5 separate regions of the Mus musculus genome follow, and all the other regions are linked to region 5. A link is a contact called in public promoter capture Hi-C data. All regions are on one chromosome and are shown on one strand. The core of a region is the stretch at or near the end of the contact, and the rest is flanking DNA. Distances in the headings are between cores, read along the strand shown.

Region 1 (2,700 bases), core at 96-2,595, 1.6 Mb after region 5:
TCCGCCGCTCGTCGCCAGTGGAAAAACATAGCGCCGTCCTTTCGAGCTGGGTTAGTAAAAGGCATCCATTTCCAAGGGCGAACCTTCTTGGACCCCAGTTTCGCCTTCACTGTCCGATACCCCTGACCAGTGTCACTGGGCAGCAGTGGGGGTGCATCCCTGGCAGTGGAGGTGAAAGGTTAGAAGCAGGTGTGTGAAGAACCTCTAAAGCCATGAAGCTCAGTCTACCCCAGAATAAGGAAGTCATGTCCTGGAGCAAGACACTGAGCTGTCCTGCAGGAGGAGCCCTAGTTGGGGATACTGGCGTGGGGGAAAGTAGAAGAGAAAATAGGGACATAGGGCTATGCCTGGTGAGCTAGGGGAAACACGGAGGACTTGGGATTCCAATACTTGCTTTTTGTCAGAGTAAAGCAAAGCATAGACCTCCCGATGCATGCCCTCAGGCCTCTTGAAGGTCAGCGTCTCTGAGGACTTCTTGGACTTTTTCTGGGAAGAAAACCACAGGGAAAAAATGATGGCCCAGACCCACCCTTCCTTGAAGTTTTTACCCAGCCCAACCTGAACAAACAAATGCTGAACTAAAGTCCCGGGAACCCACTCATGGGAGCGTCTCTACACCGTCTGCACAGGTTTCCTCTCCCCGCTCGCGTCTGAGTTATCAGGGAAGAAAGTCCTTCCCTCACCTCAAGACTGTCACAATGTCTTGCTCTCTCTTCCCAACAACTTACAAGTGTCAGGTTCCCTCGGTCCTCTCGTCCGTTGGCGGTTTCCCCGCTCTCTTGGTCCCCACCTCCCAGTGTCCCCTCTTCGTTACATTAAGGGTGGCATGCTCTTGTTCCATTGTAGCTCTCCTTTTATTATCACTTCCACCATCTCTCTTCTGGTAACACCCCTTCCCATCCCTTCGCCAACACCTTCACCCACACTTCAGCCCGCTCAAATGCCCCTGCTACCTTGTCCGGGTTGATAATATCCTTTTTGCTGATGGTCCCAGAGGCGGCATCTCCCTCTGGACCCCCGAGTTCTAGAATGTCTCGTACATCTGCGCCCGTAGCCATCACGCCCGAGGGATGAGGTAGTACCCCGACGTCAAGGGTCGGTACCTGCAGAAAGACTGTGCTACCGTTAAGGGGGCGGTGTCCCTGCAACTCCCGCTCCAAGTGGGGGCAGGGTGAAGAGGCCAGCGCCAGAATGGTCCACACCAGGTTTGGGTGCTGCCTCGTTCTCCGCCTCCCCGCGCAGGTGTCCCTTACGGTCACACTGTCCTCCCTGCCTCGCCATCCCCGGGGAGCCACACCTGAGTCCCCCCAGCTGTAGCCCACTCCTCAAATTACCTCTCTCTGAAGACCCACGGATAGGAACTTCCGGCTGTGCGTCGTAGAAACGCAACCCTTAGAAACACTTCCGGTCGGTGCTTAGACAAACAGGAGCCGGCTAGCAACCCAGTGTGCAAGCTACCGGGCAGGCTGAGTCGCTCGCCTGGAATTCCTGCTGTGCTCCCAGGAATCCGCGCGAGGCGATGCGGGGCTTGCTTTTGACATTTACCTTCTATTTCTCTACATTGTGTCCCGGGCAATGAAAAGAAAACCTGAAGAGAACTCTGTGACATTGAAAAGTCACTTATTTTCTCAAAACCTATTTCAAAACACTTAATTTGTTTACAAAATGAAAATTGTAACAGCTCCTGCTTAAGTGAAATACCAATAACCCATGTAAAACAATGGCACAGTGCCTGGAACATTATTTTTTTTCTTAATTAACTGGATTAATGATAGTAATTGCCTCTGCTCATTCAGTGCCTCTCTATATTACCAGGCATTGCCATTGTGCTAAACTTTCAAAGCAGAGCTAAACTAGCTTCTCCAGCTGCCAAGAGAGTAAAATAGAAGCTCTCTCTCTCTCTCTCTCTCTCTCTCTCTCTCTCTCTCTCTCTCTCTCTCTCTCTCTCTCCCTTCCTCCCTCCCTCCCTCCCTCCCTCTCTGCCTCCTCCTTCCTATCCCTTTTCTTTCCCCACCACCCAGGGTGGCCTCTTAACTCACAGCGATCCCCCTGCCTCTCAAGTGCTGGGATTACAGGAATGTGCCACCAGGTCAGGCTCTTAACTTCTTTATTTAATTTACAATTCCCCTAAAATGAGTTGTGAATCTTGACTCTTTTTTTTTTGGGGGGGGGGGCAGTGTAATGTACAACACACACACACACACACACACACACACTGTACTGTCAACACACAAACTAGAGTTATCTGATAGATGAAAACCTTAACTGAGAAACTGCCTTTAAGATCCAGCTGTAAGGCATCTTCTTATTGAGTGGTCAGTGGGGATGGCCCAGCCCATTGTGGGCGGTGTTATTCCTTAGCTAGTAGTCCTGGGTTCTATAAAAGGCTGAGCAAGCCAGGAGAAGCAAGCCTGTAAACAATACCTCTCCATAGCTTCTGCATCAGCTCCTGCCTCCAGGATCGTACCCTGTTTGAATTCCTGTCCTGAATTCCTTTGGTGATAAATAGCAATGTGGCAGTATAAGCCAAATAAACCCTTTCCTCCCCAACTTGCTTTTGGTCATGGTGTTTCATGGAAGCAATAGTAATACACACACATACCACGCCACATGTCTATGTACTTAGGTTGTCAATATGTAGGAATGACTAGAAGCCCTTATCTTGTTTTCACAAGGGAGTATGTCATTTCAACTGCTTTA
Region 2 (2,700 bases), core at 125-2,624, 1.1 Mb before region 5:
TCTAGACATAACTGTAAAACACACAACTTTTAGACCACATTACTTTATTTATCTGTGGTTGTTCTTTAGAGAATAGACTATAGGGCAGGAGCTGAATATATGAACGTGGAAAAAAATACAAAGCAAATATAGGCCACGGCTTATAGGAAAAGAAGAAATTATCAAGTTCTGGGTCAAAACCTTTTATCAAGCACTCAATTTAAAGGTGAATGTTGGGTGTTTTTCCCCAACCCTGCCATTTCTTTCTGATTGTCTTGTTTTCCTTTAAAACACTGCCCAAGACAGTCCATTAAGCCTTCCTCACCGCATCATTACAGCTCATAGGGGCTAGAAAAAACAAGACAGTCCATCACTACAGCTAACACGGGCTAGAACCCATACCTGCTTGAGTTTAAAGTCTTTGCCTCTCTCCGTGTACATGCCACCCCTGACCTCAAATACTAAAAGAATGGAACTGGTAAACTTATGTCAAAACTTTAATTGTATTTAGTTATTTGTGTGGGCAAACCCTTGAGCTCTAGAGTGAACATCATAGGACAACTCGCGGGAGTGGGGTTGTGGTTCTCTGTGGGTCTCAGGGATGGAACGTGGTGGTAGGCGCCCTTACCCGTTCAGCCATCTCTGCAGTCCTAAAGCAAACATTATTTAAAAAATGATAAGAGGATTTTATAGTTGGGTGGTGTTTTACTTTCTCGGAGAGCAGAGTTTTTTATTTGCTTAGACAACTGAGGTTCACTGAGAGTGAGTGACTCACTCGCCCAAGGAAAAGGGCGTGAGTTGTCAGCTGGGCCAAAGGTTAGCGCCTGGGCTCTCACAAATCCGGCACTTTAACTACCACAAGATCCGGGTCGGGTTCCTCGAGGCCGGTTAGCCGGAGACTGACAGCCAGAGATGTAGCGAGAAGACCCGGATCCCAGGAGTGGAAGCAAGGGCGCGCGGAAACAAAGCACTCGTAGACTCGACGCCCCTCGGCCCGGGCGCGCGGTGGCCGTCGGGACTCGTAGTCCGCTCCCCACAGCGAGGGGCGCGGCCGCCAACGCGGCTGCTCCCTCCGGCCCCGGCCCGCTCCGCTCAGCCCGGGAGCTCTCCGTCGCCCTCCCGCACGGCCTCACCTCGACAATGCGCGCGCACTGGGTCCCCTTGCCCGCACCGGGCCCGCCCAAAACGAACACGACCAACGGCTTCATGAGGTGGAGAGGGAAGAGCCGCAGTGTGCGGGTCAGCGGCGGGCAGCTCGGGACCAGGACGTGCGGGAGCAGCCGACGACAGCTGCTCAGCATACAACGCGCTTCTGACAGCGGCCGGCGCGGCGGCGCGGGCGGGGCGGCAGGGAGGGGGCGGGCAGAGCGGGCGCCGGGGCCCCGCCGCCAGCTGCCGGCCGCCGTGACAGGAAGGGGCGGGGCCTCCGTGCGCTGCGCCAGCTTCCGCTCGCGGTTCCGGTTCTTCCTAACGTGGCTGGAGACCCAAGGCATTTCAGTTTCAGAACCTGGATTGACGTTTAGGCAGACCAGTGGTTCAATCTCCCGGGTTTCCCTTTCCCAAGAGAAGCGGCCTAACCGAAGAGGCAAGCACAGGAGTCAGTAGGAACAACGGCATTGTTGGGAAGGAAACCAAAGGAAAATGAGAACAGTTTGAGGTTTGCAAAGAAGGCCTCTAAAGAGGTGACCTTGGAACCAAGACTTGAGGACTGAAAAGAGCAGAGACTTGGATGCAGTGACCCGCCAAGAGAGAAGGGCATGTTAGAAGGTTAGGGCTGGATAAGTGGAATGGAAAGTCATTAATGGAGAGTTGAGTCGGTTATGGAAAAGCACTTAGGTTATATTCTAACCGCAGGGAAAGACTTTAAGCTTAGCTCTGTTACCCTGACTCGGGCCATTAGGGAAAACTCTGAAGAGAGAAGAAAAAGAGTGAAAACTGAGCCTGGATGAACACAAACCTTTGAAAATTGGAGTCGGCAGTGGTAGCATTTTCATGGAGTTTTTTATAGTAACAGAACAAAGCTATGAATCATGGCAATTTTTTTTTCAGATAACTTGGTAGAGATGGTTTCTAGCAAAGCTGGTACTGTTATTGGCCCCAGATGCCAAATGATGACGAGAGGGATGAGACAAGCTGATCCAAAGGTAGTGAGTTATCTCAATGGATGGTTCACAATCAGTTACAGATTAAACTTCCTTCCTCCTCACTGCTGCACTTGACTAGAGATAGAGTAAGACAAAGCCCACCTACCTCAGAACTCCCCCAGTGTGCTTTAAATTGGGCCTGCAAGCTCACTTCTCGGTCTTTCTTGGTAATGGGAGACCCCAGCATGCTGAACTTCTGCAAAATAAAACACTCTTTGTATTTACATACTTTTTGAATCCAGGGTGTCATTCTTTGAAAAGTCATGGACCCTTACAATCACATTCTTAGCCTTTGGGTTTGGAAGCTAGGATTCTGTTTGTATGTTACAAATGGACTTACCTAATAGTCACAAGAATGTTAGGTCACATAGAGGTGAACAATAAATGGTTGATTGGGGGCTAAGATAGATAATTTGGCTTTGGACCTACAATATTCCAGCTCCCCAAATAAGAAACCTGAAGTCAAAGGCTGAAGCAGGAAGATGATAGGTTTGAAGCCTGACTGTATTCCCAGCACTTGGGAGGCAAAGGCAGATGGAACTCTGTGAACTCAAGACCACCCTCATCTGGTTTACAC
Region 3 (2,700 bases), core at 109-2,608, 1.4 Mb after region 5:
AAAAAAAAAAAAAAAAAAGAAAAAAGAAAAGAAAAGAAAAGAAAAAAAGAAAAAGAAAAAACACCACACACACAAAAAGCAAGCTCGTGATTTTACAAGATCGTCCTCCCACCTCGCTCCTTATAATCGCTGGAAGAGGGGATCCCGCCCCCCCACCCCCAATCCCAGGAGACCGGCACGGAACGCGTTACTCTAAGGCCGGCCAGTCCAACCCAGTGGAGCTGGGAGTTTACCGGTTACAGATAGCACGGTTCACCTCAGTGGCAGCACCTGCCTTCATCCTGCAGGCGGAGGTTTTCCCCATCCCACCCCCACCGCACCCCCCGGCTCTCCTTCTCCATCCTTCACACCCGTCCTCGTCAGGAAAAAGTAAGCCGAGCCTCTGGGGACCCCAAGGCTCCGGAGCCTGCGGGGTACCCCACCGGGTCGGCAATGTGTTGTGCGGCTGGGATCGTTTCTCAACAGATCGCCCCTTTCCTATCCCGCCCGCCGCCTGAGAGTCCCCACTGAGTAACACTCAGACCGGGCCCGCGGAAATCACAGCGGGGTGCACCGGGAAGCCGGGCAGGAGAGCTTACTCGCGGTCGACCCAAACAAAGTGGAAATGGGGCTTATAAAAAGATGGAGAAGTCCTGCTCCCTTCCCCTGGCTATCCCCCTCGCCCTCCCTACTTGTCCAATTCCAGCGTCTGGTCCCTCCCCCTTGCACCCCCCAAATAAAACACATTAAGGAAAACTCAAGACGGAAAGTTTGAGTGAGGCAGCGCACTGAGCGCGCCGGGCACCGACAGCCAAGGAGGCTCGGTCGCCAAGATCTAAGACGCGGCAGTGCAGGTCCCAGTCCCTGTCCCTGTCGCAGGGGAGCCGCCCGAATCCCTGGGAGACCAACCCCGAAAGTTAGCCAGGTTCCTCAGCAACCCGGCCACCCTCGCGCCCACCCCTCTTGTGTACGCACACGCATCCACACCCCTTTCTGGGCTCCGTACTTGCCGTGGAAATTCCTGGGGAGAACGATCGCACTTTTCAGGACACCAAGGTAAGAAGACGGAGAGTGTGGTGCATGAAAAGTCCCGGGTGCGCAGAGCCGGCGGGGGCAGCGGCGGCGGTGGTGGCGGCAGCGGCAGCAGCAGCAGCAGCAGGCGGCTGGCCCCGGGTTTGTGCTCGCGAGCTGCCTGGGATTGCATGTACAGATCAAGAGACTCTGTTGGTGTGAGAGAAGAGCAGTGCTGCCTCTCAGCGCTGGCTCTAATCAGTGAATGAGCCTCCACTCTCCCAGGGACTCGGAGGCGCACACACACGCGCGCGCGCACACACACACTCACACACACATGCACGCACACATTCTCTCACACTCACACACATACAGGCACTCTGAGCACTGAATACATTAGGGTACTAAGGGACTCTGGGAAATGGAGTCCAGACCCCGGGCACTCCGGGAGAGCAGCCCTGGCTGCCCTCACTAGAGGGCTGGATGGTCTTAGGTGGCCCGCCCAAGTGGAAACTAGAGAGGTCTTTTGCCTTTGTTTACATCTCTCCTCCTTTCCCTTCGGAGAAATCTGACTGACCGCGATTCTTTTTTGAACTAAAGTGACCAAGGGGAAATGGCTAAATCTTTTAAGCCTGACGTCAGGGCTGCTCGCTGACCACCAAACCTTGGCTCCAACATAAAACTCTACCCTTTCCCCCCCACCCCCCGCCCCCGAAAGATCCTACCTGCTGTGTAGTGCTTCGAATGTTTAGTGCTTTGAATATTACTTTGGGTCTTTGCCTATAAAAATAAAATTGTAAGTGAATATGAATAAAACTGACATTTAGACAGAGAGGAAAAGGGGCCTAGTTTAACACCCAGATTTGTGAATAAAAATTTCCCTGGTGTCACTGATGTTTATAATATAGTTCTTTCTCTTCAAATTGTTAATTCATGAGGTATAAAAAGATATATTGGGGAAATAGAGAATTAACATTATTGAGAACCTTCTAAGACCCAAGCTATGAGTCCAAATGTCATTCCACAATCTCATTTAGCCCTTTAATTCTGGAGATAATATTTCTAGTTTTTAAAAAGAAGAAACTGAGGCTGGGTTTTGTGACTTACTTCTAGGTACACAGCTAACAGGGAAGGCAGGTAGGCCCCGCTGAGAAGGCAAAGCCCAGCTGAAAGCTAATCCTGGCCTCTGAAGTAATTCCTTTGTTTTGTGGCTTGGTTTCTAAAAAGTCAGGTTTCTCATCTGGAAAAAATTTCTCTTCCCTAGGATACATGAGGATAATCCATCCTGCGAAGAACCTCCCAGGATTATAGTCTAAACCAGAATGAGACCAATATTCCATTCTGATGTGACTTTTTCGTCCCTTTTTCTCATGTTTAACATGTGCTTAAGTTTGTATAGAACTGGGCTCTGTGGTTGATGCCTGTAATCCCAGCACCCAGGAGGCAGATGCAGGAGGACTGCTGAAAGTCCCAGCACAGCCTGGTCTACACAGGGAGTTCTAGGCCAGCCAGGGCTAGGAGTGAGACTCTCAACAAAAGGTACTAGCTAAGTTCCTGTGTGGTGATTACACTTAAAATGTTTAATTAGCAGCTCTTTAAATGAGCAGCTAATAGGCTCACCTAGACTTCTGTGACCATGACTACCTCCATTCACAGGATTCAATTGGCTTAGGGACTTCTAAGCCTCTAGCCATACCAGTCATGCATTGG
Region 4 (2,700 bases), core at 38-2,537, 1.5 Mb after region 5:
GTTAATGTTTATGTAACGATAAGAAGAAGAAGCTCCAGTTTTAGTTCCAAGATTTGGGGACAGGCAATCGTGGCTCTCCTTTTCTCAGTTGGGGTGAGTGATATCTGTCTCTGTTGCAGTTTACTCCTTCATTTGTCAGAAACACATTATTGCATAGCTGCTCTATGACTGACACCATACTGGGTATAAGCCATGCAGCATGAACAATATGGAAATGAATAGCTATCTTAAACGAGTTTCAATTCCTGGGAGAGAGATGGCAGGGAGACAATTGTAAAGTGCTGTGCTCAGTTCTGTAGGTTCACAGTAGAACCATCTAACCCATTATGTGCATGAGATTAAAGAAGGCATTCTCTGATATGGGGATTACAGGCATTTCCAGCTCAGGCAGGAACCATTATATTAAGATCTCAGAGGTGGCAGGGTCCAGAACTGATATTAGCTGTCTTAAAGGAAAATAGCAGGTGGCAGACAGAGGAGCTTGGTAACTGAAGATGGCTCCTAAGATGGATCTGACTGAGAGGCTGTCAAAATCACCAGTGGCTTAAGACTGATGCTTCCCATTTCATAACGTGGATTCCCAGAGAAGCACAGCTAAGATGGAGACACTCACCCATCGCTTTAGGTGAAGTTCTCCCCAGCTGCCTGGAGAGACTGACTGTGAAAGACCCACTACAGCTATGGCCAGAAACCTTGTTAACCCTGACAGTTCCTCTGAGGGCCTCAACAAGCCAGAAGCTTCCTCCTCAGAAAGGCCCTTCAGAAATCTCAGCATTTTCTTTTTAGCTGAATTCGCCTCCCTTCTTTCCAGATTTCCCTCAGGCCCGCATCAGAAAGTAGATAACGATTACTTGTTGACAATGAATCACAGAAAAGTGTCGCCTAAAGAGAATGTCTCCTAAGCCCATACTCACCGAATGCCTACAGTCAAGGTGGGGAAAATAAGTAGAGCATCTGGGTCATTTTAGGCCTGACGAAGATTTCGGGTTATTTTATTATTATCATTTATTTATTTTTTAAGAAAACCCCTTTCACTGTTTAGAAGTGACCCTCCCTTTCTCTTTTGAATACGTGGCTCCTCTAAACTACAAGTCCCACAAGGCCCAGAGCCAACGGTCACCATCTTGACACACCTTAACGCGCATGTCGGCGGGAGAGAGAGCGTTTGGAGAGAAGAAGCCCCGCCTTACTCCAGCTCATTGGCCAAAGGCGCTAGCAGCGGGCTCAGCGGTTGGCTACCACGCCCGCCCGTCCACCGCGTCGGTCGGGGTCAGAGTGCGCGGAGGTGAGTCGGTGTGTTGTGGACTCGTGGTGCTGGCTGCCGCTGTTGAGGCTGCCTGGAACGGGCTGTGGGAAGCGGGCGGAGCTGGCCCTGCTTCTGCCTGGCCAGCGCCGCAGGCGGCGCGGGCCGTGCCCGCTGCCGTCAACTGCCCGGAGCGTCTGCTGAGGCCGAGGGAGACGCCGGGGCCTGCACCTGGAGAGAGCCTGCCGTGCTGGCCCGGAGGAGGGGGCGTTGCCATGGCGACAGCCTCTCCGGCAGCTGACGGGGGGCGGGGGCGGCCCTGGGAAGGAGGGCTGGTCTCCTGGCCCCCTGCCCCTCCCCTTACGCTTCCCTGGACCTGGATGGGCCCGAGCTGGGGGCAACACCCTGGGGTGGGTGAGATTGAGAGGGCCCCCAGCTTGGGCCCTGGTTAATGCATGCGGGGTGTGGGTCGTGGCGCGCACACTTAAGGAGCCTGGGATTCTGGCCTGGTGCTCACCCTGGATGTTAGAACTCTGGGCGAAGGGATAGCTGGGGAGGGCGGTGGGGGAGCTCGGCTTTGCGAGAGAGACTGGGTGAGTTGATGAAAGGGCCTGGTTTGAGATTTCTGGAGAAGGAGAGAGGTTTGACCAGATAAAGTAGAAGATTAAGGAATTATTTATAGACTACCCCCTCCGCATCTTGGCACAGGCACACATGCTAGCACTTTACTTCCTTGTAAGTCACAAGCTGTGGGTAATAATGGTGGACAGAGGTGGACAGAGTGGAGAAAGAGCCTTAACCCAGGTAGCTTTTTGTATGTCTTTATTGCAAGTGGTCCAGCAACAGGTGTCTTCTTAAAACAAAGAAAGCATGACTTGGGTTGAGTTCTTGTGAAATGTCAGCTGCTCGACGTTGGCCTGGAAGATGCTGGGTATGGGGCCCCTCATCTGGAGATACAGAGCTTGCCCCTCAGGCTGGATTTCGCAATGACTGGGGCCAATAATTGTCTCTGACCATTTTTGTGGCTTGCATTTGCTAGTGCATTTCATTGGTTTCCCAGCCCAAGGGCAGCAAAACATGAATCCCATTGGCCAAAGACTAAGCTATTTAACTGTAGTAGATTGTGATTGGCCGAATGATTTTTGACTGTAGAGTTTGTACCAGAAAACTGGCTTCATCAAATTCAGCTTTATTCTGACTTTATCATACACAGTATACCTTGTTTTAGTGGGCTCGGTCTTGGACCTTAAGTATATTATACTTGAATCGCCCACCATTTAAAAGCCAATTTATAACAGTGACTTGGAGTGTGACTCCACTAATGTATGCCTGTGATCTTGGTTAGAAACCCACTTGGCTGCCTGTCGGCAGGTGCTGCCTGGGGGAAGGGAGCTGCCGGGAAGTGATTGATAAGGTTTCCTTTATGGATTCTGTGGTGCTTCACTGGAGCTCAGAGC
Region 5 (2,700 bases), core at 141-2,640:
CCATGCCCAACTTTCTTAATTTTAAAACTTCTATCTGCTGTGGTATCCTGTTAAACTTTCTGAGAATGAAAACTTGAAAAAATTAAGGGATAAATAATTTGCCAACTAATTAATCCATTAAGCCCTGATGGCTTGTCCTGAAGTAGACAAGACAAATGCACAGGAAATGGAAGCAAAGTGAGTCTCGGGCTAGAGCTCTGGCTCTCAAGCCTGGACGTCTGCATTGGAGTCCCAGTTGTATTGTCTTGCTAGTTGTGTGCCCTCATTCAAGATAAACTTCCTTGCTTGCTGCCTCATGTAATAAAAGTGACAAAAATATATAATGTACCTGATATTTACCTCATGGGGAAACTGTGCAAGTTAAGTATCTTAGTGCATATAAAGCACTCAGCACATAAGCAGCCAATATTTATCACAATGATGCTCAACTTGGGAAAGAGCTCCCTCTTGCACCACAGAATTACACTACACATTCTTAAACTGTCCCCAAAGGCACAAGTCCTCGGCCATCTCCATCCCAAAAGATAAAGAACCGCTTTTTGTTGGAGATGCTGGGAAGCGAATACAGGGCTTGTTAATGCTAGGCAAGAGCTTTACCATGAAGCTACACCCCAACTCCTGAAAGCACTTTTCCGAAGACTAGGGTCCCCGAAATCTCCATAAATAAATTCTGACCTAAGCTACGTTAAAGACTAACGTTAGTTTTTTGCTTCACGCACTTATCAAGTTAGAACCTCAAAACATTTATCAAATTAGAACCTCAAAAACCTGGGGGGGGGTTGTTTGTTTGTTTACACAAGTTTATCAGTGCAGCATTATAAACTCCAGTTACACTTTCACATTCCTGGTTTGGGGAAGCCAATCCCGAGAAAGACTAGCTATTAATCTGCCCAAGGTCAACCAAAGAATTCTGAAGGTAAGTAACGGAAACCACCTCTCTGGACCCCGCAAACCCTAGGCTATAAACCCGGACTAAGAGAGCCCCGGGAGGTGCTTTGTTGAGCTAGGTCCCGGGCCCGCCAACCTCGAAGCCTTACCTCTTTGGGGTCTCCAGATCCAGTGAGCATCTTTCGTTCGTCCTCTAGTCCCATGTCGGGAGCCGGTTTGGGATCCAACAAGCGCAACCAGAGTAGTACTCCACTTCAGGTTTAAGAAGGACTAGTAAGGGTCACTCGACGGATATCCGGCGACCTGGCCGGAAGTGCGGCATACTCCTCGTAGTCCCGAACACACGCACAAATTGGGCTGTACTACTCGCTAGCTACGAGACGTAGGGGGAGCTGCTATATACGCCTGCAAAGAATTTGCTAAGAAACATCCTTTCGGTCACTTCTTGCCCAAATGTGTTGATCTACAGTATTTTTCCAAGTAGTATTCCCTAAGATACTTGAGTCATCTGCTCCTCTGTTTGACGATCTTTTAATGTTGTTTCTGTTCTTCCCCATATCCCTTATGGAGCGGTCCTAAAAGCTGACCTCTTCAAGATGGCGGCCCGCGGGTGTCATTCTCGGGCTCGCGCACCTCCCCAAGATGGCGGCGCCCGAGGCCTGGCGCGCCCGGAGTTGCTGGTTCTGTGAGGTAGCGGCAGCAACGACCATGGAGGCCACGTCCCGGGAGGCGGCGCCAGCGAAGAGCTCGGCCTCGGGCCCCAGCGCTCCCCCCGCCCTGTTCGAGCTGTGCGGGCGGGCAGTGAGCGCCCATATGGGGGTTCTGGAGAGCGGGGTGTGGGGTAAGTCGCGGAGTGAGGGGCGACCTCCGGCAGCGAGCGGGGGCGGCCCGGCGGCCAGGGGGCGCGGGGGGCGAGGCCGAGAGGCCCGGGGCCAGGCCCAGCTGGGAGCCCCGGGAGTTCGATGGTGGAGTCGGAACAGAAATTCCGTGACTGACAGGGCGGGACGGAGTGAAGCCTGAGACCGAGGGAGCCGGTGAAGCCGAGCCGCGGCTCGCCTGGGGGGCGCGGGGGGCGAGGCCAGAAGGCCCGGTACGGGGCAGAGCTGCCAGGGCCCTAGCGACGGGGGCTGGAGTAGCAGGCCGGAGCCACAGGCTCGGAACTGACACTGGGCTGGACCGGACTGAACGGAGGATTCTCGGATCTCGAACCGACGGGGCAGGGATGGCCGGGCTGCCCCGGGGCAGGGACCGACTTTGGCAGGCCCGACCCGAGGCAAGGAGGCCAGGCCCGCAGCCACCTGCGCTGCCGGCCCGGGGCCTCCGCTGTCCGCCGGGCACACCACCGGTACCTGGACTCCGGGAGCCCCGCGGATGGGCGGGGTGGGACAGCCCAGTGGAGAGCGAGCGAGGGACCGGAGTCGCGGGGAGAAGCCGAAAAGGCTGGGAGCGCCGTGGCCTGTTTGACGGCCCGAGCGAGGGCTGAAGGGAGCGCACCGACGCCCCAGACCTCGCTGCTAAACTGAGCTGCGGGTCTGCCCGCCGAGCAGGTAGCGCCGGTGGCCTTCTGGATGGACCGGGGCGGTGGTGGAGAAGGTAGGAAAGTGAGTGGAGGGCTCCGGGAGACGCTCCGTAAGCACGGACAGGCTCGGGAGACCGGCCGGCGGGAAGGGCCGAAGAGGCCTCAGGCCGGGCAGGGGCCAGGGTATCCCGGACTGCGGAGCTAGAGTCGGGTGAGACGCGTCATGGGGAAGAGGCCTTGGGCCGAATAGGAGGGAGCCGAGGCCTTAGTTGTGAGAGCGGCCGGTACGGAGG

What was found. Promoter capture Hi-C pulls out the DNA fragments that hold promoters and counts their contacts. Capture Hi-C pulls out chosen DNA fragments and counts their contacts.
Region 1: a promoter capture Hi-C map of liver shows a contact between it and region 5, with 3 times the contacts expected there. The contact joins the promoter of Dmap1 here to the promoter of Lrrc41 in region 5. A contact is called at or near these places in 1 of 39 promoter capture datasets (pre-B cells), 1 of 484 Hi-C or Micro-C datasets (B cells) and 2 of 9 other capture datasets (adipose tissue and liver).
Region 2: a contact with region 5 is called in a promoter capture Hi-C map of second pharyngeal arch cranial neural crest. The contact joins the promoter of Cmpk1 here to the promoter of Lrrc41 in region 5. A contact is called at or near these places in 7 of 39 promoter capture datasets (the HPC-7 cell line, cranial neural crest, frontonasal cranial neural crest and 4 more), 1 of 484 Hi-C or Micro-C datasets (erythroblasts), 4 of 115 datasets of contacts at active chromatin or transcription factors (embryonic stem cells, epiblast stem cells, extraembryonic endoderm stem cells and 1 more) and 2 of 9 other capture datasets (adipose tissue and embryonic stem cells).
Region 3: a contact with region 5 is called in a promoter capture Hi-C map of pancreatic islet, with 39 times the contacts expected there. The contact joins the promoter of Rnf220 here to the promoter of Lrrc41 in region 5.
Region 4: a promoter capture Hi-C map of adipose tissue shows a contact between it and region 5, with 2.8 times the contacts expected there. The contact joins the promoter of Eri3 here to the promoter of Lrrc41 in region 5. A contact is called at or near these places in 1 of 39 promoter capture datasets (pre-B cells), 2 of 484 Hi-C or Micro-C datasets (muscle stem cells and uterus) and 1 of 9 other capture datasets (adipose tissue).

Annotation. Positions count from the first base shown.
Region 1 is chr4:117,680,880-117,683,579 of GRCm38.p6, forward strand. Dmap1 (DNA methyltransferase 1-associated protein 1) reads right to left here and starts at 1,346. Exons shown (of 11, transcript NM_023178.2): 1 at 1,335-1,346; 2 at 954-1,103; 3 at 395-486; 4 at 1-159. The coding sequence starts at 1,058.
Region 2 is chr4:114,985,854-114,988,553 of GRCm38.p6, forward strand. It overlaps Cmpk1 (cytidine monophosphate (UMP-CMP) kinase 1), which reads right to left and starts at 1,375. Exons shown (of 6, transcript NM_025647.3): 1 at 1,113-1,375. The coding sequence starts at 1,280.
Region 3 is chr4:117,495,694-117,498,393 of GRCm38.p6, forward strand. Rnf220 (ring finger protein 220) reads right to left here and starts at 1,359. Exons shown (of 15, transcript NM_025739.3): 1 at 990-1,359. Gm12827 (a long non-coding RNA gene) reads left to right here and starts at 44. Exons shown (of 5, transcript XR_868034.2): 1 at 44-1,035.
Region 4 is chr4:117,549,078-117,551,777 of GRCm38.p6, forward strand. Eri3 (exoribonuclease 3) reads left to right here and starts at 1,288. Exons shown (of 9, transcript NM_080469.4): 1 at 1,288-1,653. The coding sequence starts at 1,519.
Region 5 is chr4:116,073,879-116,076,578 of GRCm38.p6, forward strand. It overlaps Lrrc41 (leucine rich repeat containing 41), which reads left to right and starts at 1,391. Exons shown (of 10, transcript NM_153521.2): 1 at 1,391-1,729. The coding sequence starts at 1,531. Uqcrh (ubiquinol-cytochrome c reductase hinge protein) reads right to left here and starts at 1,192. Exons shown (of 4, transcript NM_025641.3): 1 at 1,038-1,192. The coding sequence starts at 1,091.